Regions from separate parts of the Astyanax mexicanus genome. Here region 2 is linked to region 1. Evidence: chromatin contacts called from public Hi-C data. All regions are on one chromosome and are shown on one strand. Each heading gives the region's core, a stretch centred on a gene start, on an enhancer-like site or on the middle of the called end of the contact. The rest is flanking DNA. Distances are from core to core; before and after follow the strand shown.

Region 1 (6,395 bases), core at 2,278-4,777:
TGAAGCTTTGTGGAAAAATATGTCAGTCACTCAGTAAGTCAGTAAGCGAAATGCCCTGCTGGGTGGTCTGGAAAGAATGATGGTTATTTGATCTACTGGTCAGTGTTAAAACCTTCTAATAAAATGAGCTTCCATTTCTCTTTCTCTTTATACCAACAAAGAGCTTCAACTTTTTGTAAACCTTAAAGTATTAAGGTTTGGGCTATAAGAGTATGCAAAAAAAATAATACATCTGCATGTCTTCTTAAGATACACAGAAGTTCCAAATGTAGTTATCAGTGATAATGCAGTGCTCATGGAAATTTACTACTTTAATGATAATAAACTGTAGCATATTTTTTTCTATTTCCCTCCAAAGTGCCTTACAATACCATCACAACCAAAAATCCCAGTCTTCCTCATGTATGCCCCCTTTATAAGTCTAAAATATTTCAATAAAACAGTAAATAGCTGCTGGATTTCTCTACGGTTTGGACCTTCGGGATGTAAAATTAGTACCATAGTAAAATATAGTGAGTTGTCACATCTATAGTGCATTTGCTCTGGTCCAAATGAGTTAATGTATTCGTAAACTTGGAGCTGCAACAATCTTGGCACAAACTAGCCGAGTTCTCTTCCTTCTTCCAAGGATCTTGCCGTGGTTTATTTGATCTGCATTTAAGTGTGCTTACTGTATTCACACCTAAATACTGTATAACATTTGGTCATAGTACTGAAGGAATATTAATTACATTACCTTTAGTAAAGTATATTTAAAGCTATTTGTGGAACAATAAAAGCTCCCTTCTGGTACTTTCTATATTTTCAGATTTTCACCTTTTTCAGATTTTTAGATACACACCTAAAGGACAGTATTGCTTAATAATAATAACTGTCTTATTTTAAGCAGCACATGAAGTGACCTAAAACTGCATTCATCTTGGCACCATCTCACATTTTTTGTGGGATGGTTCTTCTTTGTTTTAACATATATACAGTATGACTCTGGGGGTCTAGAAGATGTATCTGTTCCAAAGGCTTGAGACTGATTTATTTCAAAATGTTTATTGTGATTTTTTTTTATACAAATAACCTATTAATGTGAATAAGAGAGATGTAGCATGCTTTAATAAAAAGAGATGTTTTATTCCAAATATATTTGCTCTGTGGAGTTTCATTTCATACTTCACTTTACTCGAAAGATTCACTAGCCTGAAATAGGAGTCCTTGAACAATGTTTTATGAATTTTATTAATTACATTTTCAGTGTATGTATTTGTGCATGTGCAAAATACAGCTGCAACCGTGTCATTTTATTACATTTATGAAATTTACGATAGATGATATGTACATTTTGTATGAGAAAATTAATTATATGCGGTTCATCTATGTGAGTGGTCTTAATGTTTTGAATCATCTGTGCATATCACAGAATACAATGTAGAAAATACGGTAATATAAACTCACCAAAATAAATAAAAATAACTGCATAAAACCTGTATATTTTAAACATCAATAGATCAGCCCTTTGCTGGTGGTAAACATAAGATTAAGAGTAAATGACTATCACCAGTTCAATGTAAACATCGGTTCCATTTTTATATTGGTCTTGCTTGCATCTTTTCCCGTGGATGTCACTGCTGTTGTCTTATTCTTCTTTCTTCACATCCAACTGTTGATCCTGGGAAGATGAGCCATGCAATATGAACAGCCCCAACAAGGTTATGAAGATGCCGACCCACCACAACAGTGCATGGCTTTCTCCAAATATCACATATCCAAGGAATGCCTAAAAAGTGACAGGTTACATATTCATCAAGACTTGCATAGATAGAGTTAGGACTGGTATACACGTGTTAAGGTTACGAGCTATGTTTCTGAACCTTAAGATGCTATAAGAAGAGGTATTAGGTACAAGATAAGTTCTTTTGTGAAACTTTAACTGTGCTGACTGAAGACTCACAGAAGAGATAAAATTAGAAGCAGTTGTGGTTACAGTCGCCTGGGCAGAGGACGATGAATGCCTGAGAGCTTTGGCAAAGAATGTCCACATCACAGCATTACAGATAAAGAGCAGCAGTCCACACAGCAATCTCAAAGGAATGTGGAGCTGTGGAGAACATCAGAAATCAAAAACAAGAACACAGTCAGTTCCTCAGACACTGTACACATGTAAGAAAATTGTTTGAGTTTTTTGTTTAGTGTTAAGAAAAATAAATAAATTCTAAAACAGTAACTTTATTTGTTATTTGCATAAATTTAGCACAGACTGCAACTGTTGGTGACATTTCTATATTAATATTTTTGGTATCTTGGAGGCACCGTGGCTTGTGGTCTTGGGTTCAAGTCCCTATCTAGGGGGCGTTTTCATGTTCTCCCCGTGTCAGCGTGGGATTCCTCAAGGGACTCTGGTTTCCTCCCACAGACCAAAATTAAAAAGCTGGTTGACCAGCACGACTATCACAAATCAGTCAACTATTTAATTACCTTTACCCAAGTCATCAGATTGGTGGCTAGTTTAGTCATGCTTGCTGGTCATGCTTATAGACTAGCTATAGTCCATTAACCTGAATAAACACAAATTAACATGCTTAGGCCTGTCACGACTTCTCGTACAATAAATGTACATGACATCAATAATATTTAATAATCGTGATATTGTCCATTGTGTTTATTTGTATGTTTGTTTACATATATAACACTGACCAGTATTTAACCCAGTCATGCAATGGCCAATGCTTTATAACTGTGACTTTATATACACAAAGTGTGGACTGCAGGAGGTGAAGAATAAAGTATATATTTTCCAATCTGTGATTAATCCATGATTGATTTTGTTGTCTTTAGAAAGGTATAACTGGTTTGTTATGCTATTTTTTTTATATAATTATGCCATATAATATTGATTATTGCAATTTCTGGGACAACATATATTTTACTGTGACAGTCCTTTATCCGGTCAAGAGCTAATATGGTTAAACAGCTGGTTTATCAGGACACTGTTTTTTTTTTTATCTGAATGAATGATCAGCATTTCAGCCACCTTGAATATTAAAAACCATACCTTCCTTTACACTGAGAAAAAAAAACTTTTTGATAAATAAAATATATGTCCTATAGACATAATTCACATGTATTGATCTCCTAATCTTAAATTTTATACAGCGTGATTAGTGAGGGATGAAGGATTCACCCATTCACAGGCTGCTGGGTCGACATTAAGGCTGAGAATCCTGCTGTCTTCCACAGCCCAGCTCCTCACTCCGCGCTCACACAGCTCTGTCAGGTAACTCGCTCCTAGAGACAGTTTAGCGCTGCAGGACGCCGCAGCCCCCAGAAACCCCGCCAGCAGCGCGTACACGCTCCCACCCAGCATCACCAATTAACCGGTACTACCTCTATAATATACTCTACTGAAAACCACCGGCGAGCATTCTGAACCAGAGGGGTTTAGACACTGTCTGACACAACCAGCACCTGGACCGGGACCAGAACAACTGGATAAACCAAACCTATCACTTCCTGCTTCTCTATGAGAATTAGTGATGGGAAAGATCCGGTGTTCTGTCGAATTGTGCTACCTTGTCAATCCGTGCTACCCTAGAGTATATTTAACTATAAAAATACAAAAGCACCATGTTCCCAGTAGAATAATTATTGTATTTATTTTTATTAATTTCCATTTACACTTTTGTGCAATGACCATGAGTCTAGGATGTTTAATGCACAAAAAAGCAAACAGATTTATAAAAAAGCGTCATTTATAAAAAAAAATTAAAAAGCGTCGGTCAGCGCATGCGCAGTGCCTTTAGAAAGCACGTATCGATGGGTAGCATAACTCGACGTAACACCGGCTCGAAGAACCGACTTTCTGAAGTGAACCACCGGAGCCGACTCCTGAACGTGAGCCGTGATTGGTCAAGATGTTCACTAAGCGAGAGGGGAGGAGTTACAAACACACACACACAGCTTAATGACACACGGACAGGCTGCAGGGGAAACTACAAATTGTGCAAAATACAAAAAAAAAAACATACAAAACACAAATAATATTGACACCAATAATCCCCTAAAATATATATATTTTTTCAGAACAGACAAAAAACATATGACAGTTGTTAATGGCTGCTTAAAATTTAGCAATGACATATCATAGAGTAGAAATAAAACTAGAAACAATCCTAATTCGAAATTTAGAAAAAAAAAAGTTAAAAACAGTTAACATAACACCCACACATCACATTGTACAGTATTTATAGCTAGCTAACTAAATAAAATCAATAAAACTCAATAATAAGACTAAGCTACTATGCAATATGTATAGCCTTTAGCCTTTATTAGTAGGTAGAGTCGGCTCTTTTTAGTGAACCGAGTCAAAAGAACCGGCTCTCTAAAAAGATCCGGACTGATGTAAACAGAGGCTGGCGAGTGTTGATGACCTCACGCGGCTGTCCGTGTTTTAAAGCTAGCTAGAGGCTCTGAACCTGGAGCTAACGTTACCATCTGCTGTCTATTTAGTTTGTTTAGTTTAAATAATGAGTAAAAAAGGTAACGTGTCGTGGGTGAAGCCGAATGAGCCGTCGTTTCTGCGGAAATTCAAGAATGACGTTGGTTATAAAGAGGGTCCGACCGTAGAAACGAAGGTAACCTAGGTTGGTTATTTATTTAGCATTAGCATTAGCATGGCTGCTGTAAGGAAAGTCGCTTCATTGCTGCTCAAGTTCCCCTATTTTTTTTATCAGGGACTGAATTCACACAAACACACACTAGCGCCTCGTACTAAAGTGCTTCTGTTCTCTTCAGTTTAGAAGGAACTATGTTCTGAAAGAGTGTGGTGAAAATAGGGCTAAAAGTATGAGTTGAAAAACCACCTAAATGTTACCTGTGAGGTTTAGTTATTGAGAGTTTGACTCAGAAGGTGTGTAAGTGATATTTTCCCTCTTTAAGCATTTTCATAACTATGTATACTTGTGCTTTTTATCATCATTTAACACTCAAGAGACTAGGGGTGGGCGATATAGCCCTAAAATAGTATCACAATGTTTCATAGTATTTTAGCGATAACGATACTCTTGGCGATATGACGATAAAACACTAAAATGAAAAATATATATATTTCAATAACATACTACAGCAACAAAATGAATATTCAATTTTATTATTGCATACAGTATGATATGGCACACTGCTAACTGAGAGAATTTTATCAGATTTGTAACAGATGTCAATAATCCAGAACATTATGATACTAATAATGCACTCCAAATGTCTCTCCATATATATAATCTGTCTTTAGTAGATATATAATGGGGCATGTGAACAGTGTAACTTTTTCTCTTGCAAAAAATAAAAAAACAGCAAAAAAGTAATACCCTGATGTGAATATTAGGGTTGAGTGATATGGCACGATATTTCAGGGTATAATATTGTTTGCGATGTTAAAAAATGTTGGCACTATTACTGTGTACAATACGATATGGCACACACCTAGAAGAGACTTATGTAAATTTCTAATCAGACTGGCTGGAGAATGAAACTAAAGTGTATTCAGTGAGGTCATTGTATCCATGTATTTACCCTTCAACCACACATACTTTTACACCATCATAGTTAAAGGTTATAGAACAATAGGAATATTCTGAATGTGTGTTAATGTCTTTAAAAAAGGTCTGTGAAAGTTAAAATATTTGTGAAGAAAAATAAAAGTTCATGGTCAATAATTTGATTGTAATTGGCAGCAATGTGAAACAAAAAAAATCTACATTACAGAAAAAAGGTCTTCATATTTTATAAAGTATTGTTTAACATTGTTTTTTTAACTGGGTTTGTATTGCCCATAAAAAAAAACACACTACAGCTCTGCTGTGTATATAAAATTAAATATTTGTATTTATTAGCTATTTATTTGTACAACTGTTGCCTCCAGAATGTGCAATTTGTGAATACTATTTATCAGCTTTATAATTTGTATTTTTATTTAATCTAGTTGATATATGTGTTCTATATTTTATATTTAAGTACTTTTACCTCATTTGGTTTGTTGTTTTTATTGCTTTCTTATGTGTTAGGGGATTTGGATTTCTACTTAATTTTGTTGTACTCTGTGCAATGATAGTAAAAGAATCTGTCTGTTTTGCATTTTAGAAACAACAGATGCCAACATTTGATGATGACAGCGGTGATAGTGACAAGGAGGATGAAATGCCCCAAGTCGTGGTCTTGAAGAAGGGTGACCTAAGTGCAGACGAGGTCCTGCAAATCAAAAAAGACAAAGACTCTAAGAAAGGTAACTGTTTACATTGTGCATACCTAAAAGCAGAGCTGATTCTAGGATCAGAGGTGTAGACCCAGCCACACCGCCCTACATTTAAAAAAGGGGTGGTGAGTTTCAGAAAAAACAGATTCATATTATTGTC
Region 2 (6,395 bases), core at 2,717-5,216, 160 kb after region 1:
TATAAGAAAAAAAAACTTCTGTTTCTCATGAAAAGTGCATCATGTCTGCAAATTATGAAGCCTAGAATACTAGCATGTAGGCTAGGGGTCTAGGGGTTAAGTAATTACATGATAATAATGGGTCACATTGGATTATATATTTGTATCTTTCTGATCAGGCCGATGCTGATATTAGTTAGTTCAAAACACCCCTTACACCTAACCTGCAGCAAATTCCAGTTAACTAATTTTATGAGAAAATTAGCATACAATCACATACATGGCAGGTCTATTAACCAAATCATGCCTCATTGGTCATACCATGCCAGCAAAGCTTTCATTTAAAAAGGACCAAAAAAAAAAAAAAAAAAAAAACACACACAGATAAGAGGATGAAGCAACCAACAGCTGTCCTGCAGAGGCATGCAGAACGGATTACAAACTCCCAAATCTGGGAATTTAGCAAAAACTGGGACAATGCTATAATTCTTATTAATAAGTCAACAGAGGTTGTCTCACAGAAAATCAGGTTTTGTTTTAGGGACTGAGACCTCAACAGGAGTCTGTTTACTACTGCACATCTAAAGCACAGTACCTATGGACTTTTCTGTTTAAACAAGTCACACATTTACAACTGCGAGAAGAGTCAATTAAGAAAAAAAATTTAATCTACAAAAGGTATTTGCTTACAAAGCATTTCTGTGACCTTATTATAACAGCTGACGCAAATAAAATGCCACAATTTGACTTGATTAGAAAACTTAAGCTGAAATTCCAGGACTGCTAAATGAGCATGAAAGTTCCAGAGCATTTCTTTCTGCTGTCCAAAACTGAAAAATCCACTGGCAAATCAACTAAGCCTGATTTAAGCACTGGTATTCTAATGCTTTCATCACAGATAACGTGATGAGTTTGATGCAGGATGCTCTGCTCTGAGTGATAACAACACTAAACTGCCTGTACAGAGAAACACACACAGAGTCACACGATTTGCATGTGGGCGTTTAGTTAGGCATGGCCGTATGGCCCACTGTGACCAGACAGAAACAGAGGCTGGTTCAGATGCAAAAGCATGATGTGGCCTAATAAAGTGACACCGACACTTGCCCCACGGTAACTTACACAGGAGTAAAACTCATCTTTTACCCACCCTCCCCCCATCATATTAAAACAGCCATCTCCTGTTTTATTTTGTGCTCTCAGTGCTCTCTTATGCTATGCTTGTTCTGTCTAGTAATGACATTCAGTTACGTTTATTTGTCATATTTCCCATTCTTTATCAGCTAATTAATTTGTCCTTTATAATCTGTCACCTGAAAGCTCAACCTTCTGTGTAGCATTGTTTACATTGTTTGAAATAGAGCCTTTAATGCAGCAGCATTTCAAGGCTTATTATAAACATTCTAGATTTTTTTTTGTCCATTACTCAGCTCAAATAGGGAAATGCAGAAAAAAACACATCAAGGTAAACATTTAACACAATTTCAAGACATATGAAACTAATTATGGTTGGAATAACAAGATAAAAAGATAACGCTGGCATAAAAAGCCACCATTATCCTTACATAGAAAATACCTGTACATTAAGAACAATTTCCCAATCAAATCTAGTAAAATTACACATTAATCCAGGTAATTCAATTATGTGTGAGGTGTGTGAATTAAACAATGTGTGTGAGTTTGCATTAAAGAAAGCAGTTTGCTGTTTGGTTGTAGTGAAATGAAAACTATTTTGAATCATGATTTTACTAAAGTTTAAAGAAAAACAAACAAAATTTCTTACAACTCTTTGATGAATCCAGCCCCAAACCCACATCAAATTCAGATATATTTTTTTAAAATCCTCTTAGAATGGTCTGGATAGCCAGGAAAATAGACAAATATTAGAAGTCTAACACATATTCAGGTTTCACTTTTCATTCAATTTTGTTCATTGAAAGAATGTATAACAACATTACAGAATCTTTTTTATGATACTGGATCATCCTCAGTAATGCAGTATTCTTGTTCTGGATACATAATCTCTCCATTACCGATTAGTCTCAATTACACCCAGAACTGGACAATAGCTACTGAAAGATGAGCTGTGTGTGTTTTTTTTAATGTAACATTACCCTAGTCAATGTAAAGCAGAGCAAAGCCATAAGGGTGAAGTGACATCAATGACATCACCACACTTCTTTAAGACCACTTCCTGGTTGGGTGTGAAGCAACCCCCATTACTAATTTACCAAGGAAATGAACTGCTGGATATATAGATTAAGCGCATTCTGTCAATGCAATTTAGCTAATTTAAAACTCAATCAAAGAGTAAACTGGACTGAACAGTCCTGCAGCTGCAGAGAAAACTAGCACAACCTTAAGCTATATACAGCAACAGAGCTAAACACACTGAACATTGACAGAAACATGATAGAGTTATGGTAATAGGAAACATTGTAAAAGCAAAAACATATAGAATTAATACAATTTTATTATTTCTCAATCCCATAATGCAAGAATACATTTTATTTACTTTATCAACCAACTCATTTATTTAATAATCTTTTTTTTGTGTGTTTAGCAATTTTATAAGTATTGTTATTTTACTTATTTCTGTAAATACTGTTGACTTAATTTTAATTGTTTATTATTTTCATTATTATTAACAATAGCTTCATTTTTATAATCATGACTGCTCATACTTTTACTTGTTTAAGATTCACAGCTTTTTATTACTTGTTTGTTTGTTACATCTTTTGACCTATTTTTTTTTATTATTATTTTATCTTATTACATTATTCATCTGGTCATTTTAGCTAACTACGTTTAATGTATTTTTTTACCTTTATTTTCCTCGGTTGTTTTTCTGTCTTAATTTATATTTTAATTTTCAATACACTGGGCTACATTACAAAATGAGGGTCAGCCTAAATATTGTATGCAATATAGACTACTACATAGTCGATTAAATTACAAACAAATACAGCTAGCTAGGTTGAACTTAGTATATTACGGTAATGTATTTCAGGGAGGAGGTTAATTATGAGACAATAATGCATCAACGCACACAGGCCACAAAGGTCTCACACAGATCCAGCTAGCTTGCCTTAGCTTAGTTAGGCTAGGTTACCTATAAACATCATGTCCCCACTTTTTCTCCTGGTGATCTTCACCCGAAATATGACTTATAAATTTCGCCTGTAGATAATTCCTCTAATGCTACAACACAGTCAGTCTCCTCGCAAGAATGAAGGAAGACCAGATCATCCTCCTCCACCTTCCTTCCAGAGTTCAGAGAGAAACGCTTCTCTGCTCTTCACCACTGCTAGTTAAATTATTAGTTTATCTAGGCTATATGATTAACTAGGCTTCATTTCTCCGCTATGTCTCCCTCTACTCCAGTTACAACAGCTCCCTATCCCCCTTTATTTTCCTCCTCCAGAGACCGGCTGCAGCGCTGTTAGCTGGTTAAGCTAGCTGTGTTAGCCTCAGCTAGCGCCGCTTTTACTCACCAGGGGTCAAACTCGTGGATGATGCTCTCGAATCGGATCACAGCGAAGAGCCTGGAGCTGAAGCCCGCCAGCCAGGCCAGAAACAGGATGGTGAAGGACAGGAGAGACTGCCAGCCCGCCGGCTGCGTCAACCCGCCGGACAGGCCTCCGCCCCCGCCGCCACACGCAGCCGCGGTGTTGGGTCGCCCGTTGCCCGAGACGGAGCCCCCAGCGCCCGGGCTCGCTTTGTGCCTGCACTCGGAGGTGGCGTGCTGCTCCGCCATGTTCTGGAGTCGGTCGCTCAGGAAGGCTCTCCCGCGGCCACACGCTCCGCTCCGGCTCGCGCACTCCCCTGCTCGCTTCGGCGTCTTCCTCTCTGCAGCTGGGCCCTGCTCCTGCACACACCGCGGCTTTCTGCGGGGAATTATTGGAAATCGGGTCCGGCTCTGAGCGGCATGCTAGCCGGCTTGTAGTACTCGGCGCGCACGAGATCCACCAGTTCCTGCTAGCGATGAATGAATTGTGAACCGGTTCTTTTCAACCAGTCGGACGGACTGATTCATCGAAGCCCAACCGACGTCCAACGACTTCTAAAGTCAATTTGCCGTAGTTTAGGCTCAGTGTTACCTATATCAGGTCATATAAAGTTGTCTTTTTTTGTAGCATAGTAAAAAAAAGTGTTTTCATCCATTTTAGCAGTTTTATATTTTTTATATTTCTGACTCACCCTCAGAATTTCAGAAAAAAATAGATAATTTTTACTTTGATTGTTCCCTTTTTGCATCATATAAAATAGTAGGTTGAACTATGGTATCATATTTTGTTACAAGATGCAACAATGTAAAAAAGGTGATTTTTTTCAGAAATTCTGATTCTGAAAAGCTGAAATGAAAACTAAAAATGTCGAAAAGATGATGAAATACTTTTTAGTCTTTACTGTGCTAAATGCAAAAATAGCCATTTTAACACCCAATTCTCTATTTTTATAATTTAATTTAGCCTAAAATGGTCAGACAGTTGAACTGATAAAGGCTACAGTGAAACAGTGACTGTATTAAGTAAGTTACACTGCGATATTTAATTTCTATAATTATTTAATTGGTTACAATGTTTAACATGTTTAAACAAGAACTTGGTTAATTATTGTATGAATAAAATGTGATGCTAAAGTAAACTTGACAGATCACTGCGGCCCCAGACCCCATGTTACCAAATGAATCTTTCAATTTGACATTTGATTCAATGAAACAGGGCGTTCTATAGAGTCGAATCACTAAATTGAATCGATCCTCGCGTCACTGGTTCCTCTCGAGGAGGGGGCGGGACCACTGAGTGGTTCGGGAAGAAGCTTCAGCCTGTCACAGCGGGACAGGTACGACTATGAGGCTCGCCAGCGTGACCGCATCAACCAATCCTGTGCGAGCACGCAGGTGATGGGCGGAGAATCTGACCAATGGGGCGGGGAGTTGACACCCTGCGGAGCTGTTGAACAGGCTCGGCGAGAGGCACTAAGAGCGCAGAGAGAGTCACTATGAGTGACAGCTATTGTAGCCAATCAGAGAACACAGAAGCGGGAGCGGCGGACCAATAGAATAAATGAATCTGAATGGGAGAGGGAAGAGATGAGTCTGCTAGATTAGTCTGCCACGATAGCAAATCGAGCTATCAGAGAGATAAGGCTAACTAGAGAGTTTTCTAGTGTTTCGTCTTTCCGCTTTTGTTTTGAAGCTAAATGTCGGGTTATGTTCAGTCAGAAGGTGTGAAGCAGTGTTAGGTGTAGAGAGTTGGATAAGTGGGTGTGTTTATTGTAAAGAAACGCGCTCTCTTTTTTTGACAGCTAGTCAGCTTATCATTTAATTATATTGCCTAGTAATAAAGTAACTTGCATTAGCTAGCTAGATAAAAATATTCTTATATGACTCCTCGAGGCACATTCATACACAAGAATGAGCAGGCAGTGGTGGTGGAAGAGTTTTCCTAAAACAAGAAGCTATTAGAATTAAGGTAGAGAGACCCAAGGTGAAATATTATTTCAGTTAAAGTTTTCTTAACATCCCCTTGAGTAAAAGTACAAATATATGTGTCATTATCCTTTTTGTAAGACCAATAGTTTTATAGGATGTTACTTATAATAGTCTGACACTGTTGTCTTTTAAAAACACAGAAGGCAAGCAGTTAACATTAGTTATTTTTTTTATTTTTTATTTGGATCTTATTTAATAAAAAAAAAATGTGTTTTTAACACAGATTCACATACCCATTTTCCTTTGCTGTACTGCATCTAAATATTCCATCATTTATGTTGATATAGACACTGGGAATCAATGTCCAATAAGTTCAAAACTGGTTAAACAAAAGTAGACACTGATTGTTGAGTTTGCTTCATACACTACTTTTTTGATATGCTATATTATTATGCACAGAGTATGCACAAAAATAATGTTAATACAAAAAAAAAGGTCACACACTCCAATATTTTATTGGACCACCTTTGGCATTGATTGATGCACGCTTTGTTTGTGGCATTGTTTTGATAAGCTTCTGAAATGTCACAATATTTATTTCAACCCAGTGTTACATTAATTTTTCACCAAGATCTTGCATTAATGATGGTAGAGTCTGACCGCTGTTCAAAGCCTTCTCCAGCACATGCCAAAGATTCTCAACGGTGTTAAGGTCTGGACTCTGTAATGGGCAATCCATGTGTGAAAATGATGATCTCATGCTACCTGAACCACATTATTTTTTGTTTTACAATTACAGCCCCATGAATCCTTGCATTGTATTTTGCATAATTTAGTGGAGTAAAATGTAAGTAAGATAATTTGTATTTTAAATGTTATGGAGTTCAAATAGAAATTCACTTAAATTTAAATATTTAAAAAAGCTACATAAAAACTACTTAGGTACTGTCCATTACTGGACAAATCCTGCTATTGACTG

Evidence for each region. A called contact is a pair of places that touch in the nucleus more often than the background predicts.
Region 2: a Hi-C map of muscle shows a contact between it and region 1, with 8 times the contacts expected there. The contact joins the promoter of stt3b here to the promoter of tmem42a in region 1. A contact is called at or near these places in 2 of 3 Hi-C or Micro-C datasets (both in muscle).

The regions. Positions count from the first base shown.
Region 1 is chr6:30,479,091-30,485,485 of AstMex3_surface, forward strand. tmem42a (transmembrane protein 42a) reads right to left here and starts at 3,528. Exons shown (of 3, transcript XM_007251827.4): 1 at 3,173-3,528; 2 at 1,943-2,089; 3 at 1,119-1,768. The coding sequence starts at 3,355. The coding sequence ends at 1,628. kiaa1143 (KIAA1143 ortholog) reads left to right here and starts at 4,407. Exons shown (of 3, transcript XM_015606460.3): 1 at 4,407-4,622; 2 at 6,124-6,265. The coding sequence starts at 4,515.
Region 2 is chr6:30,636,481-30,642,875 of AstMex3_surface, forward strand. stt3b (STT3 oligosaccharyltransferase complex catalytic subunit B) reads right to left here and starts at 3,967. Exons shown (of 16, transcript XM_022673723.2): 1 at 3,474-3,967. The coding sequence starts at 3,736.